2 separate regions of the Ovis aries genome follow, and region 1 is linked to region 2. The links are chromatin contacts, called in public Hi-C maps. All regions are on one chromosome and are shown on one strand. The core of a region is the stretch at or near the end of the contact, and the rest is flanking DNA. Distances in the headings are between cores, read along the strand shown.

What was found. Hi-C and Micro-C count contacts between places; a contact is called where the count stands out from the background.
Region 1: a Hi-C map of liver shows a contact between it and region 2, with 2.8 times the contacts expected there. The contact joins the enhancer-like site here to the promoter of CCND2 in region 2. A contact is called at or near these places in 7 of 16 Hi-C or Micro-C datasets (blood, liver, omental adipose tissue and 2 more).

The regions. Positions count from the first base shown.
Region 1 is chr3:211,748,437-211,751,567 of ARS-UI_Ramb_v3.0, forward strand. No RefSeq gene overlaps it. Among named protein-coding and RNA genes, the nearest start is that of TRNAG-GCC, 52 kb to the left of the region's middle. Within about 2 kb of position 1,320, at least 11 of the 54 cell types and tissues checked have an H3K27ac peak or open chromatin away from gene starts, as enhancers often do. A contact at or near this core is called in tail adipose tissue, where this site is marked.
Region 2 is chr3:211,619,504-211,622,586 of ARS-UI_Ramb_v3.0, forward strand. CCND2 (cyclin D2) reads right to left here and starts at 1,592. Exons shown (of 5, transcript NM_001127290.1): 1 at 1,398-1,592. The coding sequence starts at 1,592. LOC105608579 (a long non-coding RNA gene) reads left to right here and starts at 195. Exons shown (of 3, transcript XR_006059463.2): 1 at 195-630.

The sequences.
Region 1 (3,131 bases), core at 70-2,569, 130 kb after region 2:
GTGGGAAGAAGCGAGGCGGAAAGCGACAGAGCGTGTGCGCGCACACGCACACCACGCCTGGCAATAAGGAAGTGAGACCAGACCTTTTTCATGAATGGGCTCAGCTCAGCCCGGCCGGACTTCCGCTCTCCCATTCACCAGCTTTCAGATTTCACCTCTGACCGTCCAAGGCAGCTGGCTGCGGGCCCAGGAACGAGGAGCAGTTGGAGATCGTCCCCCGACCACAGACAACTGTGTGCTCACAAGAATCTTCCTTTGGGAGCTGGTAAATGCAGATGACCAGCGTGTTGGTAGGACACCGGGTTTGGGGGGGCACTGACCCTTGGGTCCCCCTCAACAATGGCTCCCTCCCTGGGGGGCTGCTATTACTGCCCAGGAAACTCAGAAAGGAGAGCAGGCACTACCCGCAGAGTCAAACTCCGGCCGGGGGCTGCACGCCGAGAGGGTTCGCCTACCTTAAATGGTGCTGGCGGATGAGCCTCATGGTCCAGAGGGGACACGTGGAGTTCTTCCTGCCAGGGCTGAGGGGCAGAGGGTTGTGGCTTGTGGCCTGAGAGGGTGTTGTTCTTTCACTTCGATGGGAGATGCTTGAGGAGCCGGGCGCCACTGAAGCTGCTGTCGGTGGTTGAAAATTGGTTCCAGAGGGTTCGCCTCGGCCCTAGGAAGTCTGGCTGCAGATCTTGATGAAGTCATTGAAATTTGCTGTACTTGGGAAAGATGGGATGAGAACACCTCCCGCAGGGCTGCTGGCATGACTCAGAGAGCAGAGGCTGGCCGTCCAGCACCCGTCCCAGCCACAGGCGCTCAGTCACCAAAACCTGCAGCCACCATCCAGAGTTAGGACAGCCCTGAGCTTCCAGGACATGGGGCTGCCACAGGCTTTTGGTGCATGGCCTGGATGGACAGGGAAGCAGGGGTGGCCTGGCCTGGACACCAAAACAGAAGAGGAAGGAGAAACGTGTGGGGACAGACACGCCCTTGGGGCTAAGCTATTCTTCCTGTGAGTTCCTTCCCCCGGTCACCTGCAGCCCTTCTGGCAGAAGATGAAGGAGACAGTGGAGGAAGGGACATCATTTTCCTGTCCCCACCCTGGTACCCCTGGTCTTCACACTCGGATGGGTCAGAGGAGGTCCCCAGACACCCCAGGTCTTAAGATCTTTGGGCCCAGAGGCAGGGGCCTGGACGAGATGACCTTCAGGGTGCCTCCCTACTTCCGGGGGCCACGAGCCTTTCCAGAAAACGAAACCCAGGACACAGTGCTGGGGGGAGCCGCATTCCACTCCCCGCAGCTGCCGAGCCGCTGGGCCCAGCTCCGGGCACTGGGAACAGACTCGGAAATACCAGTGGGCTTTGCTGGGGCTGATGACTCACGGCGGAGGAATGACAGCCATTCCATCGGACTTTCTAGGAACTCCCCTGCAGCTGGAGTGTCCCTGTCACTAGGTCCTCCCTGGAGCACAGAAAGGATGCTGCTCACAGTGGAGGGTGGACTGATGCCAATGGACCCCAGGAGGGGCTGGTGGGATTCTCCTGTGATCAAGTGGGGCTCTGGGGCCCCTCTCCTGGGATAACTAGAGCATCCTTCTTGACCCATTCTCCTGGTGCCCTCTCCGTCCTCTGCTTGCCGCGCCCCCCACACACTCACCCACCCAACACATGCAGTGCAGAGGACCTGAGGAGGGTGCGCTAGGACCGCAGTGATGTGAGGAAATGCCCGCTGGTCTGAGGGCTCTGATCGTGAAAGCCGCTCTATCTCCCGTAATCCTCACAGCCGCCTGTGCCCAGCCCTATCACTGTGCCTTTTTTACAGACACTGATGAAGAGCCTTAGAGAGATCAAGAAATCCTTCCCAGCTTGCACTCCGAGCAAATGGCAGAGCTGGGAATTGAGCCCATCTCTGCTCAGCTGTGAAGCCCGTGGGTTTAGCTCTTCTCTTTCACATGCTCCTTATCAGCTCCACTTTTACGAGAAGGAGATGTGAAGCTCTCCCGGAGGGGAAGGGCAGGTCTTACTTTTTCTTTTTCTCCATCAGTTGCTCTTTGAAAAGGCAGCGGCCAGAATTTGCTGAGGCTGGAGGATGTGCAGGAATATGCTGCCGGCCGAGGGTCTAGGGTCACAGGGGCCCTAGAGCAAGGCTGGACCTTGCCCCTCTGGTAGGAACACCTCTTCCACAGCCACTGACCCACCCTTCCAGCTGGTGTTCACGGTTTTGTCTCTCGCCTTCCCCATCTTCTTCCAAGTCCACCTGTCGGGGCTTCTCCGGCTCCTGGTCCCATCCCTGCCTTCTCTCTGCAAATTCCTCTGAGCTCCTAACCATCTATCTGGATGGAGCCCTGTTGCCTTGTGACTGCTTTAGCCAGTCTCCTTTCCTGAGCCATGATGGTCCTGTTTGCTCGTGGTTTCCACGGTTCCCCTTCTCTCTGTGTCTCAAGTTCCTGGACCACCTCACTCTCCAAGCCCTCTCAGTATCTCACATTCAGATGTCCTGCCAGAGGCTCCGATGGGTTAGTCACTACCCAGTTTAGAGTCAGTGTGCCCAGCCCGACTTTCAAGCAGCTGGCCTTTGACAGGAGACCGCAGGAGCCCATCTCCTTTCCAAGTTTGTTGTGGTCAGGATGACAGGGAAATATGGCCCAAAGCGTATGGGTTCAGTTGTGTTATTGTGGTTGTTGTTGTTTAGTCACTCAGTCGTGTCTGACTCTCTGTGACCCCATGGACTGCAGCACTCCAGGCTTCCCTGTTCTTCACCATCTCCCAGAGTCTGCTCAAACTCATGTCCATTGAGCTAGTGATGCCATCCAACCATCTCATCACGTTGCCCTCTTCTCCTCCTGCCCTCAATTTTCCCCAACATCAGGGTCTTTTCCAATGAGTCTGCTCTTTGTGTCAGGGGGCCTAAATGTTGGAACTTCAGCTTCGATATCAGTCCTTCCAATGAATATTCAGGGTTGATTTCCTTTAGGATTGATTAGTTTGATCTCCTTGCTGTCCAAGGGACTCTCAAGTGTCTTCTCCAACACCACAGTTCAAAAGCACCAATTTTTCAGTGCTCAGCCTTCTTTATGGTGCAACTCTCATATCTATCTATACATGACTACTGGAAAGACCATAGCTCTGACTATACAGACCTT
Region 2 (3,083 bases), core at 342-2,841:
ATTTCGTCATCTTTTCAAAAAATCAATAAAAATATTCTGGAGGCTCCAGGGGTCTCGTTCTTGGTCTCATTCGGATCCCCAGACCCTGCTCTATCATTCCCGACAATTGAAAAAATTGTCTGGAGGGGTCCCCGCGGCCCAGGCGCCGCATTTGGGGGGGTGGGTGGGGAGAGGTGGGGAAGCGGGGGGAGGGCGGAGGGAGCGAGCGCCGCGCAGCCTGGGCGGCCGGAGTCGGAGCAGGGGAGACGGGTTCAAAAAATAATTAAAAATCGAGGAAATATCCCAGAAAAGCCCTTTCGCCGTGAAAACCCCGCAGAGGACCCAGGCTTCCCGCAGCGGAGGTTTGAGGCGCCGGGAAGGTCTGGAGCGCGACCCCTGGGGCTTCGGATCCCGAGGGGAAACTTGCAGGGGAGAGCGCGGCGGCGGGAGTGTCCGGCCGCGGCCCACAAGGGCAGAGGCCGGGGACGGTGGCGAAGAGCTGGGGGACGCTCGTGGACGGGGAGCCGCCGGGGAGAGGCGCGGGGGGCTCCGGCCTCTCCTTCGGGGGGGCCCCGCTATCCCCCCTGCACACACCTCCTCCCCCTCCCACCCCACCCAGATCTCCGCACCCAGGAAACTGAAGGCCGAACCGTAAGTAACCTTCACGAGGGGGCGGGGTGGGTGATGGGGGAGAGAGGGCGCCATCAGAAGTGGGGGGACCGGGGTCGTGGGGTGCGAGGGGGAGCAGGCGACGCGTCCAGCCGCTCCACCCCCGAGTTTACAAAGCAACATGGCGAAACCACGGCAGGTCCGGAGCCGTGCAGACGTGGGCACACGGCAAGGGTTCGGAGCAAGGGGAAAGAAGTGCTTCTTCTGGGTTCCCCGAAAACACACGTTTCTTCAGTGTGACTTCCGGGGCTCCTGAATTCCCCATTTCTCTTCTCCCTCCGCCCTCTCCCTCCCCCCTTAAGTGCCAACGCGGAGTCCCGACCACATGCGGGGACCCGAGGCTAGGACCCATTTGCTCTGGCCTTTGCGGGGGAAGGGGGTGCAGCTGACTTTTTAACTTCGGGGTTCACCCTCCCATTCTCTTCTTCAAGGCACCGCAAGCAGCCTCGGCTTAGCAAAAGGTCGCGGCGGGGGTGGGTGCCGGTGGGAAGAGGTGGCAGCCGCATGCAGGCACACGCGCTCGGGATGCTCCCCCACCCCCAGCCCTGGGACAACCTCGCTGCTCTCCCCCTCCCCCCGCCCCGGGAATCTTGCACCCCCCGCAAGGAACCGAGAGGAAGCCACGCGTCTGGCCGAGGGCGCGGGGGTAAGCTCTGGCGCAGGAGTGGGGGGGCGGGCTCCCGAGGCTGCCCTCGCCCAGGTTCCGGGACCGGCGCGGGCGCCGACGGAGCGCCTGCCTGCAGCCCTACCTCCAGCATCCAGGTGGCCACCATCCTGCGCATGTAGGGCTGAATGTCCTTCTGCACGCACTTGAAGTAGGAGCACTGGGGCAGGTAGCGCTCCTCGATGGTCAGCAAGTTCTGCAACACGCGGTCGTCGTGGAGCAGGTTGGCGTCCGGCACGGCCCTGCGGACCGGCTCCACCTCGCCGCACAGCAGCTCCATGGCCAGCTGGCTACTCGCTCGTGCCCCTGCGATCTCCGGACTGGAAAAGTTGGGGGTTTTTTGGGAGGGGGGAGGGGAGAGGATTCCCCGTACCTCCTTCCTTTGGCTAAATAAGGGTTTTTTTAGAGGGGTAGAGTTAAAGGCAGAGAGAGAGAGAGAGAAGCCGGGGAGGAAGAGTGGAAAGGGAAGGATGGGCGGTGGGAGAGGAGCGCCCCGGGGGCGGCTGACTCTCTCTGCCCTCCCCTTCAAACTTGTCTGCTCTCCCCAGCTCGCTCGGCTCTCTGCTCGCTGAGGCAGTGACGCAAACTGGCTGGGCAGTTACTTCTCCTCCCTCTCGCCTCACCCCCCTCTCCGGTTCCTCCTCCCCTTCCCTCCCCTCCCGGCCCTCCCCTCCTCCTTTCAGTCTCTCCCTCCTTTCCCCTCTTGTTATTAAGGAGAACAGCAGCTGGCCCGACCAAACTTCAAACGCGGTCCCCCGCGCCGCCCCCCACCCTCTCCCTTAGCTCTCCGAGGCCCTCTCCCTCCACCAAGCCAGGGGCCCAGGAGAGGGGAACCCACCAAAAAAACCACAAAACCCCACCGATCCCTACTTATTCCCTGTAATTGCAGCCCATTCTGTAGGTGCATCCCGCCAAAAATACGACCCTCCGACTCTGGTTTCCTCAAACATGATCGCTACACTCCAGCCCACGAATTTAAGATCCAGGAATGACGGGTGGGTGAGCTGAAGATGAGGTGGGCTCAAACGACTGAGAAATAAGATCCCTTATATGAGCCCGAAGGAGGGTGATTTTGGAAAACAGTTAACTTTGCATACCCAGAGGGAAAGGGTATGTATGGCCCTGAAATGTACGTTCTTAATCATTTTCAGCCTGTTTCCGAAACCCGATTATAGGGACCAAAATACACCCCCCCACTCCGCCCCATGCCACCGCCCCACCCCCCCCACCACGCAGATGTGTGGGGAAAGGAAGAAGGCGGAGGGGTTGGTGTCCGGAGGGAGGGGGCGCTTCTTCGACGTGGGAGAATGTGACCTAGGAGCAGAAACCCTCCCGTTCTTGGGGCGCCGCAGGCGCCACTGGGAGACGCGGGGAGGCGCCCCGAGCCGCCGCAGGCCGGGGGCAGGGCTACCAGCGGTTCCGCCGCGGCCAGCGGCCACGCAGGAAAAACCCGCTTCCTCGCCCTGCATCTGCTGACAAGCCGCCCGAGGTGTCTGCGCCGAGCGTGGCCACACTGATACAGCTTTCTAGGAAATAGCCCGGGGCGGGGGGGGGGGCCGGGAGGGGGGCGAGAAAGGGGGGTAGATTGGGCTCCCTGTCTCTCCCCCAGCGCCAACGACACCACTCCTTCGTTTCCTCCGAGGCCCAAGATCTCCCACCCCGGGTCCCTCGCCGGCACACTCGCGGACCCTCCGGGTTCACGCCTCCATCGCAGCCAGGGCTTTCTCCTCGAGAACTGGACTGCGGTGGAGACGCGGTCGGCTCCGACACG